2 separate regions of the Mus musculus genome follow, and region 2 is linked to region 1. Evidence: chromatin contacts called from public Hi-C data. All regions are on one chromosome and are shown on one strand. The core of a region is the stretch at or near the end of the contact, and the rest is flanking DNA. Distances in the headings are between cores, read along the strand shown.

Region 1 (7,071 bases), core at 1,961-4,460:
GAGAGGACGTAGATCAGACTCATACAGGCTCACTGAGCTTTGTGACTTCACTTGAGTTTTGATCAGTTGATTTTGTGAGCCATGTTCATATGTTGTCCTTGTTCCCTCTGATTTCTCCAGTACTTCCTCCCCCAAGCTCTACCTAATCTTTGACTATGGCACTCTGTATCTGCTCCTAAAGGTGCTGAATGAAGGAAGTTTCTCTGCTGTCTCTAATAACAATTATGTAGGTATGACACATTGTAGGTCAAAATTTTTTTTGGGGGGGTGGCTGGCTTGGTGTCTGAATCACTCCACTTGAGGCCTTGTACTACTTTGCCCCTTTGCTAGGGTCACCCTGGTAGATTCTATGGAGCTTCTGTTGTACTAGGTTCCTACCTCCATCCTGGAATCACACACACACACACACACACACACACACACACACACACACACACACACACCAATTCCAGTCCTGTCTCCCAATCTTCTCTCCCTCCCTCCCCCATAGCCACCTATTCTTCCCATGCCTAACCTTTACCAATCCACTGACAAAATCTGTTCTATTTCCCTTTCTAGGGAAGTATCACTCCTTGTTACTTATCCTCTCTGGGTCTGTTTATTGTAGCATGATTATACTTTACTGTCCACGTAAAAGTGAATACATACACTAGCAAGATTTTGCTGAAAGGACCCTGATATAGCTGTCTCTTGTGAGACTATGCCAGGCCTAGCAAACACAGAAGTGGATGCTCACAGTCAGCTATTGGATGGATCACAGGGACCCCAATGGAGGAGCTAGAGAAAGTACCCAAGGAGCTTAAGGGATCTGCAACCCTATAGGTGGAACAACAATTTGAACTAACCAGTACCCCCTGGAGCTCGTGTCTCTAGCTGCATATGTATCAGAAGATGGCCTAGCCGGCTATCAGTGAAAAGAGAGGCCCATTGGTCGTGCAAACTTTATATGCCTCAGTACAGGGGAACGCCAGGGCCAAGAAGTGGGAGTGGGTGGGAAGGGGAGTGGGATGGGGAGGGAGTGGGGGACTTTTGGGATAGCATTGGAAATGTAAATGAGGAAAATACCTAATAAAAAAATTTTAAAAAAAGTGAATACATACAATATTTGTTTTTTTGGGTCTGGTTACTGATTTTTTCTAGTTCTGTTGGGCAGTGGGTGCCGTGGAAGAAAACCCAGAGTTCTGGTGCTCTGGTGGGCGGATGTGGAAGATTGCTGCATGCTTTCCACATGGCCCCGGGTGAGTGTCTGGCTATGGGAAGCCACTGGACCCCAGCTCAGCAGGTGGTGGACAAGGGGCAGTCTAAGGTACTAGGTTCTTAATCTCCAGCATCCCAGACACCGCTGGACACCTAGGAAGACCTAAGAACAAATGGGGGCCTCAGGGGCTGCTCGGTCATCCCCAGGGCAGAAGGGAGGAGAGAGCAGGGGGAGAGGCGAGTGCTGGGTGGTTCCCACACAGGCGAGAGTCCTTGGTCAGGTCCATGGCTGGAGCACAGGAAGGCCTTCCAGCAGGAGGTTAGATCCAGCTCATTAGGGGAAAGCCTATACCATCATACAAGCACGGTACAATGAGCAGAGATAGTCTATGGTTTTAGAGCTTTATTGTAGAAAGGCAGAGGGAAAGAGAGAAGGTAGAAAGGGGAGAGAGGCCGGCCATGGCCATGTGGAGGGGGGCGAAGGGGGAGAGAGAAGGAGAGCTAGAGAGTAAGAAAGGTGAGAGTTTAAAAAGAGATCGAGGGGCCAAGAGCCTCCTTTTATAGTGTGCTGGGCTATCTTGCTGTTGCCAGGTAACTATGAGGAGGAGCATACCTGGCTATAGTCAGGTAACTGTGGGGGTGGAGTCTAGCCAGAATGCCAGGAGTTTGGGACATTGTCTGCATGATTGACAGTCATACACCTCTCCTGCAGGGGCTGTGGGGGGGCAGTAACTTCCACAGGAGCCAGGGGTCCAGGAGACATGATTGAACACCTTCTGTCCCATGTAGGTGGAAATCACCACCCATTGGGTTCCCTGGGGTTCTAGATCTTTGCTTGACTAGAGACCAGGCTGTCTGTGTGCAACCCACTGCCCCACATAGGTCTATCCATTTACCCACACATTGCATGATGTCATTTAAAAAAAAATCTGAGTAATACTCCATTTTGTAAGTACACAATATTTTAAAATCCATTCTTCAGTTGAGGGACCTGTAGGGTTTTTGCAGTTTATGGATGCTGTGAGCATAGTTGGACTATACAAATACAGTTGCTATGAACATAGGTAAGCAAGTGCCCTTATGGTAAGATGGAGCATCCTTTGGGTATATGCCCAAGAGTAGCATAGCTGGGTCTTGAGGTAGGTCAATTCCCAATATTCTGATAACCTGCTATATTGCTTTCCAAAGTGACTATACACGTTTGCACTTCCATCAGCAATGGAGAAGTCTCTTGATTTCTTTATATATTTGCATGTTAGCCCTCTGTCAGATGTAAAGTTGATCAAATCCTTTCTCATTCTGTAGGTTGCTGTTCTGTCCTATTGACAGTGTCCTTTGCCCCAAAGAAGCTTTCAATTTGATGAGGTCACATTTATTAATTGTTAATTTTAGTGGCTGCACTGTTGGTCTCCTGTGCAAGTGCATTCAGAACTATTCCCCACTTTCTCTTCTATCAGATTTAGTGTTTCTGGTTTTATGTTGAGATCTTTGATCACATAGATTTGAGTTTTATGCACCATGATAGATATGGATTTATTTTCATTCTTCTACATACCAACATCCAGTTACACCAGCACCATTAGTTTTCTTTTTATCAAAATTCAGGTGTCCATAGGTGTGTCGATTTTTTTGGGTCTTCAATTAGATTCTGTTGACCAACCTGTTTTTGTGCCAATATCATGACTTTTTTTTTTATTATTACTATTGCTCTGTAGTACAACTTGAGATTAAGGATAGAAACTCTTTTCATCTTCCAATAGCTTCTTCAATTTTCTCCTTCAAAGATTTGAAGTTTTTATCATATAGGTCTTTCACTTGCTTGGTTAGAGTGACTCCATGGTAATTTATGTAATTTCTGGCTACTGTGAAGGGTATTGAAGTGAAATTTTCTAGTTGTGTCATGTGATGCAGTCTCACGTGACGTTTTACTAAAGCAGTCTTATGTGATATTTTGCTAAGGCAAGCCATGTGAAAGGACACATGATGTTTTGAAAGAGTATGACTCAATGGACAGGCATTCCAGCTGGTCCTGGTCACTCAGGCTGACTTATGCAGATTCTGTGAAAGCCTGACTGTTTCTGCTGGGTGGTGCCAACACTGCTGATTCTTGTTTGGTAAACTGGACTGTCGGTATCTTGACACTACTGAACTGGACTGCTGGTATCCTGACAATGGAGATTAAAATCACCCCAAAGAACTACTTCTAAACAGGTCCATATTTTCTTGTCCAATTTACCATCTTTTTGCCCCTACCTTTTGATAGTGGACTAGAAGGGGGTCAAAGCTTTTGAGAACTCTTGTTAAAGTATGTTTTGAAAAATCTAAGCATAAGGGTGTTGTTTCTCTGATTTCTTTCCCAGCCCCTTTATCATTTGTACATAAGAGGGCTACTCAAGGCATCTATCTGACTGGTCCTGGTCACTCCCACTGACTCATGCAGATTCAGAGGAATATTGATATCAAGACCTTTTGAAAGTCTTGTAGAATTCTGCACTAAAACTGACGGGCCCTAGGCTTAGTTGGGTTGGGAGAATTTTAATGATATCATCTGTTTCCTTGGGGGGTTACATCTATTTTTGTTTATCTGACTTTGATTTAAGAGGAATCTTTTGAGAACATTGTCCATTTCCTTTAGATTTTCCAGTTTTGTGGGATACAGGATTTTAAGTACAATCTAATGAGTCTTTGAATTTCCTCAGTGTCTATTGCTATGTTCCGTTTTTCATTTTTGATTTTGTTATTTTGGATATTCTTTCTCTGTCTTTTAGTTAGTTTGGATGAGAGTTTTTCTATCTTCTTGATTTTCTCAAAGAACCAACTCTTTGTTTTATTGATCCTTTTTATTCTCTTCATTTCTATTTTATTAATTTCAGTCCTCAATTTATTTTCTGCTCTCTATACCTTTTAGGTGTGTTTGCTATTTTTATTTTGTTGTTGTTGTAGAGCTTTCATCTGTGCTTTTTTTTTTTTTTTTTTTTTTCTGTTTGTTTGGTTGGTTTGGTTTGGTTTTTGGACTTTTTTCAAGACAGGGTTTCTCTGTGTAGCCCTGGCTGTCCTGGAACTCACTCTGTAGACCAGGCTGGCCTCGAACTCAGAAATCCACCTGCCTCTGCCTCCGAAGTGCTGGGATTAAAGGCGTGTGCCACCACCGCCTGGCTTCAACTGTGCTCTTAAGTCTCCAATTTCTTTTTGAAGGTACTTAATGCTATGAACTTTCTTCCTAATCAAGCTTTCATTGTGTCTGCCTTTTTATGTTTCTTGGCATTTTTCTCTTGCTGCTTTTAATATTTTTTGTTCTGCTTATTTAGTATTTTAATTATTATGGGACATGAGGATTTTCTTTTCTGGTCCAATTAATTTGGTGTTTTGTAAGCTTCTTGTACCTTTACAGCTATCCCCCTTTTTTAGGTTAGGACATTTTCTTTTCTTTGATTTTGGTAAAAATATTTTCTGGGCCTTTGATCAGAATGTCTTCTCCTTCTATCCTTATTTTTCTTAGGTTTGTTTTTTTCATAGTGCCCCAGATCTATCAGGAAATTTTTTAGATTTAATATTTTCTTTGACTGAACTATCTAATTCTTCTATCTTATCTTCAATGCTTAAGATTCTCTGTTCTAGCTCTCATTACCTTTGGCTATGCTCGGATCTGTAGTTCCAGTTCACTTACGTAGATTTTCATTTCCAGGATTTACTTGATTTGTGGGTTGTTGTTTGTTGTTGTTGTTGCTTCCATTCCCATTTTTAGGTCTTGAACAGTTTTATTTGTTTTTCCTCCTTGTCTTTCTTGACATTTTAAAAGGGATTTATTGGTTTTTACCATATATTTTATTGTCTTTTCCTCAAATTTTAAAAGGTATTTATTAATGTACTCTTAAGAACCTCTCTCATCTACATAAACATCATTTTCTTGCACTTCATCTGTGTTGGGCAATTCAGGGCTTGCTGTAGTGGAATTTCTGGGCTCTGCTGGTGAAATATTGCCCTGGCTGTTGTTGATTGTGTTTTATCACTGCCATTTAGGCATTTTCATTTAGAATGATTATGGGTTTAGGTTGCTGATTTCTGGGTTTGTCTTTGTTGAATGGGCGTTTTCTTCCTCCATTTCTGTTTCCTCTCTGGTCTTCTGACTCAAGTGGCCTGTGGTTAAGTAAAGGTTTTGCACTCAAGTTGGGGTGGACTTTTAGACTTCTTTGATCCTGCAGCAGGTTGCTGCCCAAGTTAGGATTTGGAGCTCTAATTTGAGTAGAGGTCCTCTAAGGTTCAGGATGCTAGCCTGGCCTCTGGTTGAATAGGAGGCTTCTCCTGGAGGTGTGGGCCAGGATATGGTTACAAGGAAAAGAAGGCCATTTGGAGGTTTGCTTGGCACATACTTGTGGGTTGGGAAGTAGTCTTACCTAGGGTTCAGGAGCTTCCTCGGGAAGATTTAAATGACTAACCCTGCCACATAATTCCCAATGGTAGTCATTTAGATATTCACAGATCAATTTAAGAGCTAAATTAGAAAAAGTTCCTTTTCAAAGAGGAACAGTAGAAGCATCTTCTTAGATTGTTCTAAGAGAAAGTTTAAAATGTGGGCCTTTTTCAACAAAACTGAAATAATGCAGAGGAAAAATAGGCACATATGTGTACAAAGTGTGGGCATTTATACATGCAGACTTGAATTACCAAGTTAGCTTGTGAGAACATAATTTAATTAATAAAATAATTTTATTGAACCAATAAAAGCAAACATTATTCTTATCCTTAGAACTGTAAACTTTTCTTATATCTGTTTAATACTGTAAAGGAATAAAATATTAGCCTGAATTTTTCACATGCAATTGTATGGTAAAGCAAATCTTCTTCACTTCACTTAGCATGTACTTAGCCGATGCTACTTTGCTGAAGTTGGTTCGAAAAATTTCTGCCTTGTCTGTCTTCCTGATGACAGAAATCTGAGATTCCTGACCAGTTTGCAAGGAATGCAACACACACACACACACACACACACACACACACACACACACACACACACAGTGAGAGAGAGAGAGAGAGAGAGAGAGAGAGAGAGAGAGAGAGAGAGAGAGAGGGCATGGTGGTGGGGAGAGAGACAGAGAGACAGAGACAGATTTAAAACTGAGAAGAGAGCAATCAGAGATTATTTTTAGTTATTCTTCTGATCTTTGAGTGAGCAAATGAGGAAAAATAATCATTTTACTAAGAAATTATGAATGGAATTAATTTTGCCATTTCTTCGCTAAATGGTAAGTTATGGTAGAATTCTCTGAGCCACCTACATATATTATGGTAGAATTCCATAAACCATCTCCATATTTATGTCCTCAACATGGTAACTTTCATTGTAGTAGTTCTTGAAATGTTCTTTTTAAACATTTACTTATTTTAATAAATTTGTTATTAATTAAAATATTCTTTTAATTAATCATATGTATGAATGTATGTATGTGTGCAAATATGTGTGTGTGTGTGATTATATTAGGGGAGTTATACATTCATCATGTCTGTATGTTGGGAAGGTATTCATTGTGTGTACACTTATGGTGTTTATGTGTGTGTGTGTGTGTGTGTGTTTTATGGGGATGTGTGCATTAATGTGTATATGTATGTGAATGCCACCATGACCTTTAGAAGTTTAGGAAAACCTCTTCAAGTTTAGTCTTCGCATTCCACCTTGTTTGAGTTTTGTCTCTTTGTTTCCTGTCTTTAGTTTTTGTGTAAGCCAGGCTAGCTGCCTCTTGACAAGAACTTTAGAGAGCCATCTACCTCCCATCTTTCTATAGAAGCACTGTACTTAAACACACATACCCTCATGTCCCACTCATGTGATATAGGAATTTGAACTCAATTCCTCATATATCAGTGGCAAACACTTTA
Region 2 (6,949 bases), core at 3,633-6,132, 79 kb after region 1:
AAACAGCATTGCAATTATTTCTACAAACAATATAGTAAAAGAAAACCAGGGACCCCAACACTGGTACTATTTCATTTTGGGTTGTTCCTTATTCTTAGCACGATTTATCCATTTTTCAGGTTGAAAAGGACATTATGTTTATGATAAACTAGTGTAATTCCCCAGCCTTTGAGCTCTGAAGGTTCATGCTGAGGTAGCCCACTCATTTGGGTCTAAATTCAAGTAGAGCATCCCATGTGTTGTTCAGTAAAGCAAAAAGTATTACAGCACTTTTTCCTTTCTTTCTTTCTTTCTTTCTTTCTTTCTTTCTTTCTTTCTTTCTTTCTTTCTTTCTTTCTTTCTCTCAACAGAGCCAGAACTTGTCTTACAATTAAACAAAGGATCAATTTTAATGGGATTTTTTTTTTTAAAAAAAGCAAACTTCCGTTATGGCCCATACCTAAGTGAGACCCTGTTTCCATAAGAGAGTATGTATGGATTCCTGAATGCTGAGGCATATGACCGGCTGCTTCAGGCTCCCTCCGCTGTGAATTCCACCCAGATGTACGCCAGGATGAACTTCTCTTTTCCTTAATTGTTTCTTGTCACATGTTTAGTCGCAGCAACAAGAAAGGCCGTGACACCTTGAGGGGCGTGTTTACGTTCTGGTAAGGGGCGGGCCGGGCAGAAAAATGAGACCAGGGAGCATGCTGCTTAACGTCATTGGTTCCATTCTATCAGAAAATAATTGCTGCAAAAGATGATTCCTTTCCCTCTGGCCTCAGTTTACATTCCATCGGTCACAACTGAGTTATAATTAAAGGCAGCCTGCACTGTGTGTGAAGCTATCTCACCAAGGGCAATTGGGATCCTTCAGAAACAGTAGAGAGAGGGATGGCTGTTCAGAGTATTGAAAACATCCCACGAGGGGCAAAGATCTCGGAAACTGAGTTCCAGCTTTCCAACTTGCCTCAATTGTCTCCTATCTAGAAACCGGTGGTGTGAAGACACTGTTGCCAGCTTCCTCTACCTCCCCTGCCAAGGCTGACTTCAGGGCAGCAGCTCAAGTGGGTAGAAGAGGCTCCACTGGGAATGGAGAGAGGGCTCAGTGATTTGTAGAACTTGCTGTTCCCAAACAGTCTCAGATTAGGGTCTTGCATGGGACACTTGGATGGACTGTTGTGGGTATGGAGTTTATTAGAAGTGTTTTTAATGTCCTGGATAGACAAACAGAAAACACCATGACAGACACCTAGGAAGCAGGACACACACAGAAGAACAGGGGGTTCTTATAGCTTTCTGAGGAGAGGAGGGGCTTCACAGCAGGAGCCAGTAATCAGGATCTCTGATTCCCAGGCAGAAGACAGGAAAGGGGTGGGGAGCAAGGCATGGAGCCAGCAATGCCACCCAATGATATAAACCCACTTCCCCAGGTTCGAGGCCCTGGAAATTCATGTCTGTTAGAGACTCAGGGGCCATATCTCAGTCAGAACGTGTCAGTATGAGGTGAAGACCTCTGTAGGTGAAGAGGTGAAGAGGTGAAGAGGTGAAGACCTCTGTAGGTACTGTGGTCTCAGTCACAGTCTGCTCAGGATTTTAATACTGCATTATTTCAAGGAGAGCCTTCCTATTCATTAATGAACTCTGTTTCAACCACTACAAGTGCTCTGGGCCACTTCCTTGTTCCAGGGCACAAGAATCTGGGAATCTCAACAGGTGCCCTCTGGACTCGGATCTCTGGCTGTCACATGAGCAACACAGAGAAGGGTGGAATTTCATCCACAGGGGGACATCTGGCTTGGGTTTTACCAGGCTGTGCAAACATGAAGTATGCCTGAGCACCTTCAGACAACACCTATCAACCCTACCGACAGTCACATGACCCCATGCACAATGGAAGAACTTTTGAGGAGATGACAGCATAGAATGAGAGGCTTGGCCAGAGTGTAGGGACCATGCTGTCTCTCAGAGAGAAGAGCCAGTAATCCCCGTGCTGCATACTCATGAACATAGGCCAAGACCACAGTGAACATGCCACACCTTCGTCTTCTATGAATTTATCAGGGTTGGACAGATAATGTTCTCTACATAGCAAAACAGAACATTGGCCATATTGTGTCATCTTCTGTACTAAAAGCATACACTTAAGAATAAAAAAAAAACAGTATGACAGTGAAGAACTGGATTCACAGTTGAGCTGGTGCACACTTTCAGTTCATAGTGAGAAACTGGAGTCATAGCGGAGCTGTGGTTGCTCTGTGGTCATGAATCTAGCAACACAATGAGATTCTCACCCAATCATGAACTTGGCGCTACTGACAGAGCACTCACAATTTTCTGTGTCATTTCCCCTTCCCAAATGAGAGCAGCTGTCATCTCAATATCAATTACAGAATTCTATTCCTGCTACTTTTTGGATAGAAGAACTCAGGACATCCAGGTTTAGTAGTACTCTTGCTTTCTAACAGAATGTTTGACTACTCAAACCTCTCCCTGTTCTCCCAAAAGAAACATGTCCTTTTCCAAACCTGTTCTGGTTTGAACCTGAAATGCCCCCTCTGGCTTGTGATTTGAACACTCAGTTCTCAACTGTTTTGAAGGCTGGAGAGTAGCAACCCAAAGTTCCCACTGCTGCATCAGCCACAAGGGCTCCACCATGTCAGATGAAACCCTCTGAACAGTCTCGACAAAGAAACAGGAAAAAGAAAGAATGCAGTCTGAGCAAACCATGAGGAATTAGCCAGTAAGCAATACCCATCCATGACTTCTGCACAAGCTCCTGCCTCCAGGTTCCTGCCCTGCTTGAGTTCCTGTCCTGACTTTCTTCAATGATAGACTACAAATGTACCCTTTCCTCCCCTTTCCCCAAAGAAATAGAAAGGACTGAGTGAATAACTGTGAGGTGACAAACACCGTAACTAAAATGTAACAATTAGTGGAAGGAATCCATTCAGAAGAAGCTCAATGGAATTGTCAGCAACAGCTGTGGACGTTCTGGATATAATCAGGCAACAAATGATCCCTGACTTAAATCTCCTACCTCTGCAATAGCCAACTCAAAATTCATCATGAATTTAATTTATGGACTTAAAATGCAAAACCATATAGATTTAAAAAAAAATCCAATCTTGCCCAAGATGTGAGTGAATATTTGAGCAGACAGAATACATGGAAGATGCCATAACGGTGAAGACAGCCCTACTTGATCAGCTAAGGATGCAAGTTAAAACTCATGATGTCAACACATACCCATTAGAATGGTTGTGTTTGCTTTAAAAGCTGAACAAACAAAAACAGTGAGGGCACCAAGTACAGACAGCGATGAGGAGACACTAGGCTGTGGCCTCACAATGTTCAGACTCTCTGGAAAGCAATCTCACAATTTCTAAATTGCAATCATACAGCTGCCATATGTACTAGCAATCCTAGGTGCTCATTCCAGAGAACTTAACTCTCATTCATATGAGAAATGGTCTATAGTATCTTCCCTGTTAAGAGCTTAAAACTGAAGGCTGAAGGTCTTCAGTGCATGGGTGTATAAACAGAATATGGCACATATAAATCATGGAATACTATTCAGCAATAAAAAGGCAAAATTTCCTGGATGGATTTGCAGAAAATTATACTGATGGAAAGGACTCTCAGTAGGTTATATTCTGTGTGGCTGATGTCTTATTACCATTTCAAAATTATAAAATTAGACAATTATAAATTTGAGTGATTTCAAGAGACTAGGGAAGGGTTTTCAATAGAAGAACTAGGTGTGGCTGCAAACTGACCACTTGAAGGATTCCGCATCATGGAAAAATTCTCCAATTTGTCTCCATGGCAACTTCTGGGCTGTTATGTCAGTCTATGTAGTTTGGAAAGTTGTTACTGTTAGCATTTTATCTAGGCTCCGCCCCATAGTTACCTGGCAACAGCCAGGTGTGCCTGACTCACTATAAAAGGGGCTGCTTGCCCCCTCCTTTCTCTCTCTTGCCTTCTTGCTTCTGCTCTGTCCTCTTGTCCCTTACCCTCTTTCTCCCCATTCCCTTCCCCCTCTCTCTCCATGTGCTCATGGCCAATCTCTACTCCTCTCTTTCTCCTCTTCCTCCTCCTCCTCCTCCCCTCCTCCTCTTCCTTCTCCTCCTCCTTCCTCTCTTCTCTCTCTCTCTCTCTCTCTCTCTCTCTCTCTCTCTCTCTCTCTCTGCCTTTCTCTGCCTCTACAACCCTCGCAACTCCCCTCCTTATGCCCTAAATAAACTCTATTTTATACAAAACAACAAAAAGAGTATGTATCTTTAATTAACGAACTTAAAATATGACATTGGCCTTTTGCAAATTTGACTGAAAACTCCCACTCCAAAGAAGGAGGGGGGAGAGACAGAGAGAGAGACAGAGAGAGACAGAGACACAGAGAGATCTACTTTCTGAGTAACACAGTTCAAACCGTAATTGTTCAGATTCCCTTCTGATAATTGCTTTAATTACACACCTATTTCCCTCCAGCATCCCCACAGATCTTGAAAACCTGAATCGCTCTTGTGCTCATCATACAAAACATCTATCCAGCTTGCACACCTTACTCTTCTGATTATGATGTAGTCTTGAGGGGCTGTGAACAGAAATGATGGTGTGACAAGTGAAAATAGAAATTTCCAACATGGCAAACAATACAGTCTGCAAAGTGTCAGGCTGAAACGCTGCAACTGGGACTAAATGCAGGCACAGTGTCTGTGCTGGGCAGTCAGGACTGGCAGGCTTTACTGAGCTGACCAAGAGGCCCCCTGACAGGAGCCAATCAGTGTCCCACCCAGCCGTTGCCATGGCTGCTCTATGTACAGAGGCCGCTTTCACCTGAGGCGTTGCCATGGCCACACTGTCTGTTAGGGCCGCAAATGCGCAAATGCGCAAATGCGCAGAGCCAAGCTGGCTGCACCAAGCTCCCTCAGCCTGGGGCTCCGGAGCCGGAGCGTCCTGGCACTCTGCTCCAGATGACACTCTAAGATCTAATATTATTAACACCCATCATGAACAGAAAGAAGCTGCAGAAGTTGACGGACACCTTAACTAAAAATTGCAAGCACTGTAAGTAAGAACTGAATGCAAGAGTTCCTATGACTTCTGGGCCAGATCTCTTTCTACCCAGTCTCTACTTCCTGCTTCCACCAGTAATGGCCCCTCCACGCTCCTCCTCAAGAGGATCGGAAAGAGAATCCCTTTGTGGAGTTCCAACTCCTTGGGAGGCATCCATCCTACCCTTTTATAACTGGGACAAGTTCCAAGCTGCCCGAGCTCCCTCATAGACATTCACTAAATTCAAAGATCTCTTTATTTGCTTTTAAGTTAGAGAAGCAATATGGTGTGTATCTGGGAGGCATGTGGCTTCAGCTTTAGACAGGTTGAAAAGGATGCCCCAGAAAAACACCAGAATCAAGAAAGCAGCAGAGCCTTTACTTACTTTCTGGCTCTTTCTAGAGAGGAAAAAACAAAAACAACAAAAGAAAACAAAACGCTCTGAGGTCTAAGCTCTGGAAGTGTGATAAGAGATCCATAAAGAAAACAGTCGTGCATGCATCCTGAACACTTTTAAGAAAGAGACTTGCGGTGGTACAGACACTGTCTTCCGTAGAGGCATTTCATTGAAAAGTATATTGCTCAGCAAATCTAAGACGGTAAAGAATCTGTTCCCAGTTTTAGATGCTCAATTTCCAATTCCCAATCAGGTCCATAGGTAAAGGAGATCTTGCAGGTGACCACACATGAGAGCATTGTACTCAGACAGAAAAACAGCTGTTCTTGAGCTGAGAAGCAGTGTGTGGATCATTGAGATGAGGGCAGTATTGTTTGATGTGTGAATTTAGAAGCTATGTGATGGTCGAAGAGATACTGGTCACAATGAAAATGGAGAGGTCACATCTTCAAACCAGCTCCATTGTGTGAAGGTGTGGATGTGAACTTCTAATGTAGCTCTGGAGGTTTCTGGCCTAGCACCTTTATATCATTTGTATCTGATACAATGTGTGAGAATTGATGTCACGGGGGTAGTGCCCCAACTGAAAACTATGATATACTATTATACTGTGAGCATCTTAAAATTCTCAGAAAATGGCAGTCATTTAAGGTGTTTATAAATTTGATAAGAAATTGTGTTCTTTTGTGGTTTTCCTGAAATGCTTCCATTTCTGGGAGAATATATGCTATTTTGAAAATGAGTAAAAACATTTCCAATGAATACTCACAACATTAATAACTGGCACACACAATGTTTATTTGATTAAGTCTGCTTCATAAGTACACAATTCTTCACTAACAGTGACAACAACTCAAAAATAATGAAGTAAGGGTGTTTTCCCTATTTCCAAGAGCCATACACCGTCTAATACAAAATTCAATGCCAGGCTTGAGAAACCTCCAGTTGAGTTATTGACTAGGGGAATACAAGAGATTCCCAAGACAATATGGGCCTCAGCTGTTCCCTTTGTCTTCCAGAGCTTGAAAGTGAGATCCTATTGCTGAAGATGTCATACACTCAAGAGACAGAATTCCTAGAAATTGAGCTGGAGCTGGCCTGGAAACCTCCCTGAGGCCTAGCTCTTATATCTTAAAGTGTTGTGCAAGCGGCCAAGGGAGAGGAGCAACCAATCAGTGGACCTAGCCAGAGAAAGGCCCATGAGCCAGGAAAATGACTGGACAGGCACACGATCCACAGTGGTGGCACTTTTATCTTTCAAGTAACCACCAGCTGTTTAATTGGACATAGTAGGAGAGGCCTCATGTCTGGTACTATAAACCTAGCCAACTAACCATGGCTGGAAGGATCATGAACCTTAGACTAGAACCTACAATTGCCATTTTCCTAAACCAGTATAATTTCTAACTATATTCTAAATAATTACTCTTGTAGCCACAAATAAGTAGTTCTCACTCTGCATCAAGTAAGTCTCTTTTTTCAACAGTTAGTGACTATTTCAAAGATCTACAATGT

Evidence for each region. A called contact is a pair of places that touch in the nucleus more often than the background predicts.
Region 2: a contact with region 1 is called in a Hi-C map of muscle stem cells, with 1.4 times the contacts expected there. The contact joins the promoter of Efcab1 here to the enhancer-like site in region 1. A contact is called at or near these places in 2 of 39 promoter capture datasets (liver and stem cell-derived epiblast-like cells), 2 of 484 Hi-C or Micro-C datasets (muscle stem cells and uterus), 1 of 115 datasets of contacts at active chromatin or transcription factors (embryonic stem cells) and 3 of 9 other capture datasets (adipose tissue, liver and pancreatic islet).

What each region holds. Positions count from the first base shown.
Region 1 is chr16:14,824,036-14,831,106 of GRCm38.p6, forward strand. No RefSeq gene overlaps it. Among named protein-coding and RNA genes, the nearest start is that of Gm25547, 20 kb to the left of the region's middle. Within about 2 kb of position 3,211, at least 21 of the 459 cell types and tissues checked have an H3K27ac peak or open chromatin away from gene starts, as enhancers often do. A contact at or near this core is called in muscle stem cells, where this site is marked.
Region 2 is chr16:14,901,764-14,908,712 of GRCm38.p6, forward strand. It overlaps Efcab1 (EF-hand calcium binding domain 1), which reads left to right and starts at 4,883. Exons shown (of 6, transcript NM_025769.3): 1 at 4,883-5,049. The coding sequence starts at 4,992. All of the region lies in intron 2 of Gm33696 (a long non-coding RNA gene), which reads right to left.